2 separate regions of the Macaca mulatta genome follow, and region 2 is linked to region 1. Evidence: chromatin contacts called from public Hi-C data. All regions are on one chromosome and are shown on one strand. The core of a region is the stretch at or near the end of the contact, and the rest is flanking DNA. Distances in the headings are between cores, read along the strand shown.

The links. A called contact is a pair of places that touch in the nucleus more often than the background predicts.
Region 2: a contact with region 1 is called in a Hi-C map of CD4 T cells, with 3 times the contacts expected there. The contact joins the promoter of ZNF333 here to the promoter of NDUFB7 in region 1. A contact is called at or near these places in 2 of 14 Hi-C or Micro-C datasets (CD4 T cells and liver).

The regions. Positions count from the first base shown.
Region 1 is chr19:15,183,462-15,190,971 of T2T-MMU8v2.0, forward strand. NDUFB7 (NADH:ubiquinone oxidoreductase subunit B7) reads right to left here and starts at 3,046. Exons shown (of 3, transcript NM_001194515.1): 1 at 2,862-3,046. The coding sequence starts at 2,973.
Region 2 is chr19:15,306,214-15,313,723 of T2T-MMU8v2.0, forward strand. ZNF333 (zinc finger protein 333) reads left to right here and starts at 4,263. Exons shown (of 13, transcript XR_013409094.1): 1 at 4,263-4,387.

The DNA of each region.
Region 1 (7,510 bases), core at 1,796-4,295:
TGGCCAACATGGTAAAACCCTGTCTCTACTAAAAATACAAAAATGAGCCAGGTGCGGTGGTGCGCACCTGTAATCCCAGCTACTCGGGAGGCTGACGCAGGAGAACTGCTTGAACCAGCAAGGCGGATGTTGCAGTTAGCAAAGTGACTGGCTGAAAGGGGGTGGAAAGGAGGAAAGAGAGGGCAGGGGACAATGGTCTAGGAGGGAGGGAGAGAGTGAAGGATCCAGGAGGTAATAGAAAGGCCAGGCAGCATGAAGAGTCCACTGGAGAACCAATCGGGAGACCAGTCAGCAGGGACTGCAGGAATGTGCCACCACACCCAGCTAATTAAAAAAAAAAAATGTAGAGACAGGGTCTTGCTATGTTGCCCAGGCTATTCTTGAACTTCTGGCCTCCAGCACTCCTCCTGCCTTGGCCTCCCAAAGCGTTGGGCATGAGCCATTTTGCCTAGCTTAGAGCTGTTTTTTTCTGATCTCTCCCGCATCATGTTCAGTTGCATGGGGATAGGCGCCAAGGAAGGGAAAGAGGTGAGTTTATCCAGAGTAAGCGAGAGAGAAGGGCAGCAGGTTGCTAGCGTTTGCAAAGCTGATCTTGGGCAAAGCAAGGTATGTGAGGCAATGGGAGGGAGGTGGACGGACCAATGGACTGCAGGTTCAGCTGGGGCGGAAAGACTGCCTGGAGTGAGGACACTGGAGCGATTATACCATCTCCCAACTTTCTCTCAAATCCAGGCTGCTTAGAGGTGTCTGTCTCAAGCTTGTCGCCCGCTCAGCAGACAGCGGGACCTTTTGACTGACCAAACCTGACTGTGTCCCTCCTCTGTTTAGAAGTTTTGGCTCTGCCACCTCTCTTTGGTCAACCCCTACTCGTGGCCCTTCACATCTTTTTTTTCTTTTCCAGACAGAGTCTTGTTCTGTCACCCAGGCTGGAGTGTGGTGGCCCGATCTCGGCTCACTGCAGTCTCTGCCTCCCGGGTTCCAGCCAATTCTCCTGACTCAGCCTCCCAGACAGCTGGGATTACAGGCACGCACCACCACACCCGGCTAATTTTTGTATTTTTGGGAGACAGGGTTTCACCATGTTGGCCAGGCTGGTCTTGAACTCCTGACCTCAGGTGATCCACTGACCTTGACCTCCCAAAGTGCTGGGATTACAGGCGTGAGCCACCGTGCCCAGCCTAATTTTTATATATATATATATTTTGAGATGGAGTCTTGCTCTGTTGCCCAGGCTGGAGTGCAGTGGTGTGATCTCAGCTCACTGCAACCTCCTCCTCCTGGGTTCAAGTGATTCTCCTGCCTCAGCCTCCTGAGTAGCTGGGACTACAGGTGCGCACCACCATGCCCCCAGCTAATTTTTGTATTTTTAGTAGAGACAGGGTTTCACCATATTGGCTAGAATGGTCTTGAATCCCTGACCTCATGATCTGCCCATCTCGGCCTCCCAAAGTGCTGGGATTATAGGCATGAGCCACCGTGCCCGGCCTTAATTTTTGTATTTTTAGTAGAGACAGTATTTCACCATGTTGGCCAGGCTGGTCTCGAACTCCTGACCTTAGGTGATCTGCCCGCCTCAGCCTCCCAAAGTGCTGGGATTACAGGCATGAGCCACCGTGCCTGGCCACCCTTCACGTCTTTGTTTCCAGTCTCTGCCTACTGGAAGCCTGCCTTGACACCATCCAGCTCTGCCTGATTCCACAATCCTTCCCACTGTGCTGTGAGTTCTCTGGAGACAGTGCCTGCATCCTTCCAGTTCCCTGCTGTATCCGCGGTTCCTAATGTGGGAGGTGGCCCAGAGCTGGCTCTCGGTATGCCTGTGATATTACTACATTAAAAGCAAAAACAAACATGAACCAAAAAACCATCCTGGGCATAGTGGCTCACATCTGCAATCCCAGCACTTTGGGAGGCTGGGCAGAAGGATCGCTTGAGCCCAGGAGTTTGACACCAGCCTGGGCAACAGCAAGACCCCCATCTCTACAAAAAATAAAAAATCAGCTTGGCATCCTGGCACGCTCCTGTAGTCCCAGCTACTCGGGAGGTTGAGGCAGGAGGATAGCTTGAGCCCAGGAGGTCGAGGATGCAGTGAGCTGTGATTGCACCACTGCACTCAGCCTGGACAACAGAGCAAGATCCCATCTCAAAGCAAAACAAAGCACTTTGCAGGACGGTATTCGCGGCGCGAATCTTCCTTATTTTCTTGTGCATGCACCACAATTGCAGCGACATTAGGAAAGGGGTACAATGAACATGTCCCTGCCCTCCCGTGACTCCCCACATCTCCCAAGACTCGGCCCGAAGCCGGGAGTGGTAGCTCACGCCTATAATCCCAGCACTTTGGGAGGCCGAGGCAGGCGGATCACTTGAGGTCAGGAGTTCAAGACCAGCCTGGTCAACATAGCGAAACCCCGTCTCTACTAACAATACAAAAAATCAGCCGGGCGTGGTGGTGCCCATCTGTAATCCCAGCTACTCGCAAGGCTGAGGCAGGAGAATCGCTTGAACCTGCGAGGTGGAGGCTGCAGTGAGTCGAGACCACGCCACTGCACTCTAGCCTGAAAGAAAAAGCGAGACTCTGTCTCAAAAGAAAAAAAAAAGACTCGACTGAGCTCTGCGCGCCGCACTCCTGCCCGATCCCCTACTTGTCTCACTTTTGCACCCTGGCTTTTACTCAAGCCGTGCCCTTGGCCTGGAACGCCTCCACCCTCAGGCGGGGACACGCACGTCCTCTGGACTCCTAGTCTAGACCCAAACCCAGACACAACACCTGAGGTTAGAGCCCAGTCTTGGGGTTCCAGGGGTTCGGGGGTCAGGCGCCCGCGCCCCACGCCCTCTGGTCGCGCCTGCGCATTGGGCCTCACCGCGCTCCTTGCGTTCGGGCAAGCCGTAGTCGGGCGGGAAAGTTGGCATCTGCAAGGGGTCGGGCTCCACCGAGGAATCGCCCAAGTAGCGCCGGACGAGGTGCGCCCCCATGGCTGCAGTCGCTGCAGGTTCCTGCAGCAGCCGAGGGTCACCCAGCTCCTACCCGGAACCACTGACCCCTCAGCTAGACACGGCTTCCGGGTCGCTTAGGCGGCTGCGGAGAGCATAGAGATGAAGGACTCCAGAGGATCGCTCCGGTCCGCCTGGCGTCACCTCGCGGACAGGCGGAGGCGGGACAAGTGCTGCGTCCCCTCGCAGGATGTGCTTGGACCCGAGAGGGGACTTCCCTGAGCGTGGAAATCCATCTGGGCAAAGTAGAAGGGGAAGATGTAGGACTGAGGCCTCCCTCGACCCTATCTGGGGCTCTTCTGGTAGCCCGAGGCTAAAGCACGTATTAAAATTATTTTTCATATCATTTTCCAAAAAGTTTTTTCTTCTAAAACATTAAAATTTCTCTTAAAAAAAGGCACAATATCGGCCGGGCGCGGTGGCTCATGCCTGTAATCCCAGCACTTTGGGAGGCCGAGGTGGGCGGATTACGAGGTCAGGAGCTCGAGACCATCCTGGCTAACACGGTGAAACCCCGTCTCTACTAAAAATATAAAAAATCAGCCGGGTGTGGTGGCGGCGCCTGTAGTCCCAGCTACTCAGGAGGCTGAGGCAGGAGAATGGCGTGAACCTGGGAGGCGGAGCTTGCAGTGAGCCGAGATCGCGCCACTGTACACCAGCCTGGGCGACAGAGCGAGAGTCTCAAAAAAAAAAAAAAAAAAAAAAAAAAAAGGCGCAATATCGATTATATCGTTAATGTATGTACTTTTGAATAAAGTTACTTTAATAATTTTTTTTTTTTTTTTTTTGAGACACAGTACCTGTCGCCCAGACTGGAGTGTACTGGCACCATCTCCGCTCACTGCAACCTCCACCTCTTGGGCTCAAATGATTCTCCTGTCTCAGCCTCTTGAGTAGCTGGGATTACAGGCGTCAGCCACCACACCCAGCTAATTCTTGTATTTTTTTTTTTTTTTGGAGACGGAGTCTCGCTCTGTCGCCCAGGCTGGAGTGCAGTGGCCGGATCTCAGCTCACTGAAAGCTCCGCCTCCTGGGTTTACGCCATTCTCCTGCCTTAGCCTCCCGAGTAGCTGGGACTACAGGTGCCCACCACCTCGCCCGGCTAGTTTTTTGTATTTTTTAGTAGAGAGGGGGTTTCACCGTGTTAGCCAGGATGGTCTCGAGCTCCTGACCTCGTGATCCACCCGTCTCGGCCTCCCAAAGTGCTGGGATTACAAGCTTGAGCCACCGCGCCCGGCCTAATTCTTGTATTTTTAGTAGAGAGGGGGTTTTTGCCATGCTGGCCAGGCTGGTTTTGAACTCCCGACCTCAAGTGATTCTCCTGCCTTAGCCTCCCAAAATGCTGAGATTACGGGCATGAACCACCGCGCCTGTCCAAGAAATATTTTGATAAATTTGATTTAAATAAAAGTTATTCATAAATACAATTATTATTATATTATTATTTTTTGAGACAGGGTCTCATTCTGTCGCCTAGACTGGAGCACAGTGGCACAATCATAGCTCACTGTAACCTTGAACTCTTGGGTTCCAGGGATCCTCCTGCCTCAGCCTCTCAAAGTGTTGGGATTATGGGCGTAAGCCACTGTGCCCGGCCAAAAACAATTATTTAAAGCTGAAATTTTAAATAAATTATATTGATTTTATATATATCCATGTAATCTTTATATAATTTTAAAATATATATTATATATAATATTAATATCTAATATATATTTTCCCCCAATCTGACAAAGCATGTATTAGGCATCTACTGTATGCTGGGTCCAGTGGTCAGACAGGCAGACATGGTTCCTGCCTTGCAAGCTTACAGTCTAATGGGACAGAAAAACAGTCTAATGGAAAAAAAAAATGGACCAGGACGGTGGCTCACACCTGTAATCCCAGAGCTTTGGGAAGCTGAGATGGGAGGATCACTTGAGCTCAGGAGTTTGATACCAGCCTGGGCAATATAGGGAGACTCTGTCTCTAAAAAAAAAAAAAAAAAAAAGCCAGGTGCGGTGGTGCACGCCTGTAGTCCCAGCTACTCGGGAGGCTGAGGCAGGATTGCTTGAACCCAGGAGTTCCAGGCTGCAGTGAGCCGTGATCCCATCACTGCACTCCTGCCTAGGCAACAGAGTGAGACCCTGTCTATAAAGATTCCCAGGTGATGTGAAGTTGCTGGTCTAGTGACCAGCTTTGGGAGAATTACTCAGCTAGATCTTTATGTGTTGACATGCAGAAGTGGCTGCTGATATATTAAGTGAAAAAAGCAAGCTATGAGAATAGGCAGCTGGCAATAGAGACTTTTCTTTCTTTCTTTCTTTCTTTTTTTTGAGACAGAGTTTCGTTCTTGTTGCCCAGGCTGGATGGCAGTGATGCGATCTCGGCTCACTGCAATCTCCGCCTCCTGGTTTCAAGCGATTCTCCTGCCTTAGTCTCCTGAGTAGCTGGGATTACAGGTGCGTGCCATCATGGCCAGCTAATTTTTTGTATTTTTAGTGGAGACGGAGTTTCGTTATGTTGGCCAGACTGGTCTTGAACTCCTGACCTCAGGTGATCCACCCGCTTTGGCCTTCCAAAGTGCAGGGATTATAGGCGTGAACCACGTCCGGCTGAAACTTTCTCTCCAGGGTTACCTGTGTGACCTGTTCCTATCTCCAGGCCACCACATTAATGTGATTCTTGTGCCCTTCCAGACTCAAGGGGCAAGCATTCACATTGTGATTTCTATGAATGGTACTTCTGGAGTTGTTCAGTATACAACCTGCACAGCTGCACCTGGTACCCCTGCCCTGTTCTGGGTGTGTCTCCTTAATCTCCCTTTGTCTGTGCTTCAGCTGCTCACCCAGAGGTCAGAGCTCAAAGGGAGTCCAGAAAGGCAAATTACAGTACTAGCTCACTTTCCCTGTGTGACCTCCAGAAGTGACTTCATTTCTCAGAGATTGAGTTTACTCATCTGTAAAATGAGGTTTGTGATACCTATCTCATAATGTTCCCAGCCAGTGAGGGCGCCCCTCTTGTTGGATTCCACCCCTTTCCTGGCTTTATTTTTTTGTTTTTTCAAGACAGGGTCTTGCTCTATTACCCAGGCTGGAGTGCAGTGTAATGATCTCAGCTCACTGCAGCCTCTGCCTCCTGCACTCAAGCGACCCTCCTGCCTCAGCCTCCCAAGTAGCTGGGATTCCAGGTGTGCAGCACTATGCCCAGCTAATATTTGTATTTTTGTGGAGATGTGGTTTCGCCATATTGCCCAGGCTGATCTCAACCTCTTGGGCTCAAGCAAACCACCCGCCTTGGCCTCCCAAAGTGCTGGGATTACAGGCGTGAGCCATCATGCTGGGCCTTTATTTTCCTTGTTAGCCCTTAGCACCATTTAAACTGTGATCCGTTTGCCTTATTTATTTTGTTTATTATTGATCTCTCCTCTCAACTCAGCTCTGTGAAGCAGGGAATTTTGTCTGTCTTGTTCACTGTCATATTACTGCACCTAGAACAGAACTGGCATGCAGCAGATGCTTAGTAAATATTTGTTGAATAGGCTGGGTGCAGTGGCTCACAACTGTAATTGCACGGCTTTGGGAGGTGGAGGCAGAAGGATCACTCGAGAACAGGACTTTGAGACCAGCCTGGGCAATATAGTGAGACCTCTGTCTCTACAAAAAATAAAAAAATTAGCTGGGCTGGTGGCAGGCACCTGTAGTCCCAGCTACTTGGGAGGCTGAAGTGGGAGGATCGCCTGAGCCCAGGAGGTTGAGGCTGCAGGGAGCAATGATCATGCCACTGCACTCCAGCCTGGGCAACAGAGCAAGACCCTGTCTATGAAAATAAATACAAAACAATACAATAAAATAAATAATTTGTTGAATAAACACACGAATAAATAGAGAAGGTGGAAGAATCAGATGGTTGCATCAAAAACGCTTAGTGCCTGGCATCCAGTAGGCACTCAATACGTGCTCACTATTGTTACTTTCATCCAGGTCACAGTCTAGCGCTAGAAAGCCAAACAAAGGAGGCTACTGTGACCAGTCATTTCACCAGAGGCTGAAGGGATTTAAGCCAGGCATGACTGGGGCTGGGCACCAAGGCATGTGGCCCATTCCATTCTAAGCTTCTGGGACTCAAATGGTTCAGCCTGGCCTAGCCTTACTGAGCACTGGGGAAGTGGGGAGAATGATATTGAAAGGGCCATTGTCTGGGGTGATAACTGAGATTCATTGTCTTACAGTGGAGGAAATCAAGGATGTGGACACACAAGGAGTGAGGTCAAGAGTGGAAGTTTATATTTATTTATTTACTTTTTTGAGATGGAGTCTTGCTCTGTCACCCAGGCTGGAGTGCAGTGGCACAATCTTGGTTCATTGCAACCTCCACCTCCTGGGTTCAAGTGATTCTCCTGTCTCAGCCTCCCAAGTAGCTGGGATGAGTCACCCTCCTGGCCTATTTGCTTATTTTTTGAGATGGAGTCTTGCTCTGCTGCCCAGGCTGGAGTGTAACGGCAGGATCTCAGATCACTGCAACCTCTGCCTCCTGGATT
Region 2 (7,510 bases), core at 3,013-5,512, 120 kb after region 1:
TGCAAGAAGACATGGGTAGTGAAAATGAAAGTGAGAACTCCCACTAATAAAATGAGTGAGAGTCTCAAAAGGGGGGAATAAGGGAGGAGACCACCTCTCATATTGTCTTATGCCCAATTTCTGCCTCCAAAGAAAGAAGAAGTGAAAACTAAAAGGCAGAAATGAAATCCACAGGCAGACAGCCCGGGCACCGCACCCTGGGCCTGGTAGTTAAAGCTCGACCCCTGACCTAACTGGTTCTGTTATCTTACAGATTACAGACATTGTATAGAAACGCACTGTGAAAATCCCTATCTTGTTTTGTTCCGATCTAATTACCGGTGCATGCAGCCCCCAGTCACGTACCCCTTGCTTGTTCAATCAATCACGACCCTCTCACATGCACCCCCTTAGAGTTGTGAGCCCTTAAAAGGGACAGGAATTGGTTACTCGGGGAGCCCGGCTCTTGAGACTTAAGTCTTGCCAATGCCCCCGGCCGAATAAACCCCTTCCTTCTTTAACTCGGTGTCTGAGGAGTTTTGTCTGCTGCTCATCCTGCTACACTTTTTTTGTTTTCTTAAGACGGAGTCTCACTCTGTCACCCTGGCTGGAGTGCAGTGGTGTGATCTCAGCTCACTGCATCCTCTGCCTCCCAGTTTCAAGTGCCTCTCCTGCCTCAGCCTCCTGAGTAACTGGGATTACAGGTGCTCACCACCACGCCCAGTTAATTTTTGTATTTTTAGTAGAGACGGGGTTTCACCATGTTGGGCAGGCTGGTCTCGAACTCCTGACCTCTAGTGATCCGCCCAACTCGGCTTCCTAAAGTGCTGGGATTACAGGCTTGAGCCACCATGCCTGGCTGTAATACTTAATTCTTGACAGCCTCAAAGATGACCATGGCAGCCAGCTTGGTAGTCAGGTCGAATTTATTTGTTGATGTAGATCCCTACACAGAGGATGCTGTTGATGTCTCACCGAGATCCCATTTCCTGGCTGATTCCCTGGAACTATTTCCATGAGAAGTAAAATCAAATTTTATTAATGCCAAGAAAGTATTTATTTACCCTAAGGAACAAATGGTTTGTTCTGTAGGGACTCATCCCCCAGCTGTTGTGAATTAGTTGCTATCACTCACAGCTGTCTGATATGCCAACCTGAAATAATCAAAAGCATCAGATTCCAGTTTTAAAGAGCTTATTCAAGAGAAAAGCCAGGAATAGCTATTCTGGGATGCACAGACTCTAGAGAAATGGAGTCAATGCTCTGAAGTTAAAAGCTAAGTTCTTGCTTGTATAGGAAGACAAAGAAATTTAACGGGATTACATTTTCTATACAAGGCTGGTATATGAGTTATAACAAATTAATGTGGGTTTTATTTTCCTGTGTGATTTTCTTTTTGTTGTAGTTGGTTTTCATTTTCTTTCCAGTTTAAAAGCATGTATTTAACGTTCCCTCTAAAGGCAATGTAACAGCCATGAAGTCCTTATGTGAGAAGAGGAAGAGAGGGAAGTTAATTTATAATGAAAGTCAACAGCAGAGAAGGAAGGGTCTTCCCTGGCTCTTCAGCCACCTGTAACATTTTACAAAACAGTGCCAGTAAAGGAAAAGGTTTAATCTGTAATCAGAGAAACAAAAGCTGTGGCTTCCTGGGTTTGAGCTGCCTGTCACCCAACTCAGGCCCTGTAATTCACATTCCTTTAGGGCCCTAAATAATTTAATTGTGTTCCAATAGCTTAGTTTTCTTTTTATTTAGAGGTGAATTATCACTGTCACCCAGGCTGGAGTGCAGTGGTGTGATCATGGCTCACTGCAGCCTTGAACCCCGGGACTCAATAGATTCTCCCACCTTAGCCTCCTGAGTAGCTGGGACAACAGGCACATGCCACTATGCCTAATTTTTTTTTTTTTTTTTTTTGTAGAGACAGGGATCTTGGTACATGACCCAGGCTGGCCTCAAACTCCTGGCCTCAAGTGATCCTCCCATCTGGGCCTCCCAAAATGTTGATATTGCAGGCATCAGCCAACTGTGTCCAGCCCCAGTAGCTTACATTTTGAATGACTAATTTTATACCTCCTTCAGAGAATTGCTGCCTCAGCTGAACAGGAGCTGCTTTGGGAGGTTCTGATCCCCCACCCTTAGGAATCATCTTGCAGCCAATGGCTGTCTCAGATGGGGGTACAAAAGGTAGCTCCTTTCCTCAAAATGGAATGGGACCAATTCTGTGTCTCATATTCCAGAGCGCCCTATGGGATTAGGCTGAAACTTGACTCCAGCTGAGCCCACATCTTTGTTCACCTCCTTCCTTTCCTTCCTACCCTGCTTTCCTTACTCCCTCTCTCCCAAGAGCACCCCAGCAAATCATGAGGACCCACCCTCCTCCCAGGGATTGTGATCTAACCAAATCCGTCCCTTGTTTGGTTACGTCATCAAAACAAAAGAAGAAATAATTCAAGTTTCCTAACACTTTCTGGTTTTATCCTGAGATGAGATTTTAAAATATGATGCTTGGTTTATGGCAAGAGACAAATAAGATTCCCTATTATCAATATTACTTTATTGATGATAATAATGATGATTGAGTCCTACTCCAGAGTGCTTAATTTCTTTCTTAAATTGAGATAAGAGTCTCGCTATATTGCCCAGGCTGGTCTTGAACTTCTGGCCTCAAGTGATCCTCCTGCCTTGGCCTTCCAAAGCACTGGGATTACAGGTGTGAGCCACCGTGCCCAGCTCAGAGGGCTTAGTCTTTACATTATAGTGCCATCTTCTGGTAAGATTGAAGAAAAAGAAATCCAAAGTAGCTTCAAACGCTGGGCTTTAAGAAGCTGGGTTGAAGTATGGATGAAGGTCTAGATCTTCCGGGTATGAGGAGTTGAGGCAAATCCTACAGAGACATTAACTTGTTCTTTTTTACATCACCTTAAATCTATTATTGTATCTTTATTATTCTGGGACATTCAGGCCCAAAGATACTCATTAAGTCAATAAGCTAAATTTAGTGACAAGTGCATGAGAATGAGAGTTAGGAGGCCTGATCGTGATATTTATTCATTCATGCATTTGCAAATCCATCCATCCGACAAATGTTTAAGATATGTGTCTCTGTGCTCGGTGATTTTATGTCAGGTTGATTCATTTTACTCAATCTTTACTTTCTCACATTTAAAATAGGGTTAACAATGGAAAACAGTGTGGCGATTCCGCAAAGACCTAAAAACAGAAATACCATTTGGCCCAGCAATCTCGTTACTGGATATATACCCAAAGAAGTATAAATCATTCTATCATAAAGACACATGCATGTGTAAGCTCGTTGCAGCATTACTCACAATAGCAAAGACATGGAACTAACTTAAATGCCCACCAATAGCAGGCTATATAAAGAAAATCTATGTCTTAGATTCACATATCTTATTTTTAGTGAGAAAGGCAAGCTGTAGAAGAAACAAAAATACATCATCTTATTTTTGGAATAAAGACAGCTGACCCGTGAACAACAAGGGTTTGAATTATGACTATCCCCTTATAGGCAGATTTTTTTTCCACCCCTGTTCTCCTTGGGACAGCAAGACCAAACCCTCCCTTTCCTCAGCCTACTCAAGGTGAAGCTGGCGCTGAAGACCTTTATGATCTTTATGATCACTTCCACGTAACGAAGAGTAAATATATTTTATCTGCTTCATGATTTTCTTAATAACACTTTTCTCTGAGCTTAGTTTAAGAATATGGCATACAATACATATAATATACAAAATATGTGTTAACTTTGTTATTGGTAAGGCTTCTGGTTAACAGTAGATTAGTAGGTAAGTTTTTGGGGAGTCAAAAGAAGTGAATTTTCCACTGCACAGGGTGGCGCCCCAACTCCCGTTGCCTACGATTGAGCCATATATAAAAATACAAAAACAATCTTAAGTATGGGTATATTTTTGAAGGGGACTGGATGAAGCCCATGGATAAAGGTGGAAGGGGTTGGAGAAAAAGGAAGGAGAAAAGGGTAAGTTAAATATTGAGCATCCCTAAAGAACCCTGGGGGAGGGTCGGGTGTCCCCTCTCAACCCTCCAAGCTCAGGTCCCGTCATCCCGCCCTCCGAGTGCAAGCTCCGCTCCCATTCCCACCCCAAGCACAAGCCCGCCCATTTTTGCCCCTTGGGCGCCCGACCCGCCCCTACTACCACCCTCCAAAACAAGGCCCAGCCAACTCTGCCATTGGGGTGCAAGCCCCCTCATCCGCCTTCGGAGGGCAAGCCACACCCCACCCCGCCCCCGAGCACAGGCCCCGCCCCACTTTTGACCCTGGGCCCTAAGCCCCACCCCTATCCCCGTCCCTCGGACATAGGCTCCGCCCCCAGCACCACCCTCCATGCTCTGTGGGACCCCACTCCAGAGCCTAACCTCATCCCCCGGGTAAGAATACTAGAATTTCGCCTTGGAGGCTAAAGAAAATGTTAGTTTTTCTGCCGCCGCCTAAGGCTACTCTGGCCACTACAGACGGAGCCACAGCCACTTCCGTTCCCGGCGGCCCCGAGACCAGAAGCGGAAGTGAGCGCGGTGGCGGCAGACGGCGGCTGAGCTGTGCTGCGCGGCGCCGCGCGGCGCGGCGCGGTGCGGTGGGAGTGTCTCCGGCTGGTCTGCAGGTGTGGCCCGGCCCCTCGGGAGGGCGGGGAGGGCTCGGCCGGCGCGGGGAGGGGCTGGAGGGCCTAGAATAGCTCCGCCTGTCTGAGGTGCTTCCTCCCTGCGATCATCCCCCGGCCGGCATGAGGCCCACACAGCCGGGGCCTCGCATCTGGGCGCCCACCGCCCGGTCTGTCGCTCTCAGGTACCCCCCGTCCGGGCAGACAGGGCTGTCATCCTATCAAAAGGGAAATCCCAAACAGTCCAGGTCCCACGGCTCAGGAATGTGGTGACACCGGCCCCAGCCCTCACCTGTCCTTTCCAATTTTTAGGGGAAGTGCATAAAGAGGGCCCTACCTTGCCTATAGTATGCAAGATAACTGCAAATTAGTAATCCACGTTTTATTTGATACGATACTTACTATTATCTAGCTTTGCAACTGGAAAGTGAGGTCTGGGTCTACCTGTGCAAACTGGTTTGATTGGCCAAATTTACTTAAAAAATTGAGTGCATCTTTCTATTAAGGAATGAATTGGATGACGAGAGATTTCTTTTGGTGACTGACAATTTGAAGTATTTTAGCTTAATATCTGTTAGCCTGGCTTTGCATCTCTTCCTTTCTTTAACTTTTTCTTTCTCATAAGAAAGCTTTTGGCCAGGCTTGGTGGCGCACTCCTGTAATCCCAGCACTCTGGGAGGCCGAGGCGGGCAGATCACCTGAGGTCAGGAGTGCGAGACCAGCCTGGCCAACATGGTGAAACCCTGTCTTTACTAAAATACAAAAATTAGCCGAGAGTAGTGGCGGGCACCTGCAATCCCAACTACTTAGGAGGCTGAGGCAGGAGAATCGCTTGAACCCCAGAGGCAGTGGTTGCAGTGAGCCGAGATCATGCCACTGCACTCCAGCCTGGGTGACAGAGCAAGACTCCGTCCCAAAAACAAAAACAGCAGCAAAAAGAGGAGTTTTAACTTTTTTTTTCTTTATTTTCTATGTTTGAGACGACTTTTACTTCTGCTCTGGGCATCAAGTTTTTCACTGTGAGGTGAGGGTGTCTTAAGAAAAGTTGTTTCTCAGTTATTTCACAAATATTATTATCAAGGAAAAGTAAGACTGTTATTCAAATCTTTTCAAGTTGGCTCCAGTCCTTCCCCTAAGCATGTGAATCACGGAGCTTCAAAACTAATGGGACTTCAGGGAAAAGACGATATAAACTTTGCAAGTAGTGGAAATTCAAATTGAGTTGGCCATTTTGAATTGGGATGTCTTTTTTTTTTCTTTTGAGACGAAGTCTCGTTCTGTCGCCCAGGCTGGAGTGCAGTGGCCGGATCTCAGCTCACTGCAAGCTCTGCCTCCCAGGTTTACGCCATTCTCCTGCCTCAGCCTCCCGAGCAGCTGGGACTACAGGCGCCCGCCACGTCGCCCGGCTAGTTTTTTGTATTTTTTTTAGTAGAGACGGGGTTTCACCGTGTTCGCCAGGATGGTCTCCATCTCCTGACCCCGTGATCCGCCCGTCTCGGTCTCCCAAAGTGCTGGGATTACAGGCTTGAGCCACCGCGCCCGGCCTGGGATGTCTTTTTTAATAATGGGATTAAAGCTCATGTCTACTGAGAAATGAGGAAAAAATTAACTTCAGAGGAAAATCATGCATCAGGCTTCAGTTTTATGAGTGAAGTGTTTGTTTCCAAAAAGAATATATGCGCTTGCCTTGCCTTTTTAAAAAGAATTAATACTTTTTAAAAATATTTATATTTATTTTTATTTTTTGAGACGGAGTCTCGCTCTGTCACCCAGGCTGGAATGCAGTGGCACAATCTCTGCTCACTGCAAGCTCCGCCTCCCAGATTCACGCCATTCTCCTGCCTCTGCCTCCTGAGGCCCGGCTAATTTTTTTTGTATTTTTAGTAGAGATGGGGTTTCACTGTGTGAGCCGGGATGGTCTCGATCTCCTGACCTCGTGATCCGCCCGCCTCGGCCTCCCAAAGTGCTGGGATTACAGGCGTGAGCCACAGCGCCCTGCCAAAAAGAATTAGTATTGTTTCTTAAAGATACCTGAAACTGTGTGATTATGTCTTATGAAAGACAGGCATTTTAAGTTGTTATTATATTTGATTTTTGTGGTATCATATTGTCTTTTTTTAATTTTGAGACAGAGTCTTTTTTGAGACAGAGTCTCACTCCATCAGCCAGGCTGGAGTGCAGTGGCACTCCAGTGCTCGCTGCAGCCTTCTCCTCCTGGGATCAAGCAATTCTCCTGCCTCAGCCTCCCGAGTAGCTAGGGTTACAGGTGTGTGCCACCATGCCTGGCTACTTTTTGTATTTTTAGTAGAGACGAGATTTCACCATATTAGTCAGGCTGGTTTGAACTGCTGACCTCAAGTGATCCGCCGACTTCGGCCTCCCAAAGTGTTGAGATTACAGGTGTGAGCCACTGTGCCTGGCCACCTGGACCTCATTCTAAGGCCAGGGGGAAGTCACTGAAGTTTGAAGTAGAGGAGTGACATTATTATGTTTGTGATGTAAACAAAACACTAGCTCCTGGATTGAGCATGGAGTTTAGGATGGACAAGGATGAATGCAGAGTCCATATGGGAGGCTGGAGAAGTTCAGGGCTTGGATGATGGTAGCTGGGCCTTGATGATTGTGGAATTGGAAAAGTTGGAATGTTTGAGATGCCTGCAGGAGGTAGAATTGAGAGAATTTGATGATGGATGCATTCTCTTTAGCACGTAAGCGGGGTCTGCAAACTGTGGCCAGTGGGCCAAATCTGGTCTGATGCTGGCTTATATAAATAAAGTTTTATTGGAACACATTTGTTCATGTGGCTGTTTTTGCCCTGTGACCATATAATTAAGTGGTTTCATCAGAGACCATATGGCTCACAAATCCTAAGACATTAATTACTTAGCCCTTTGCA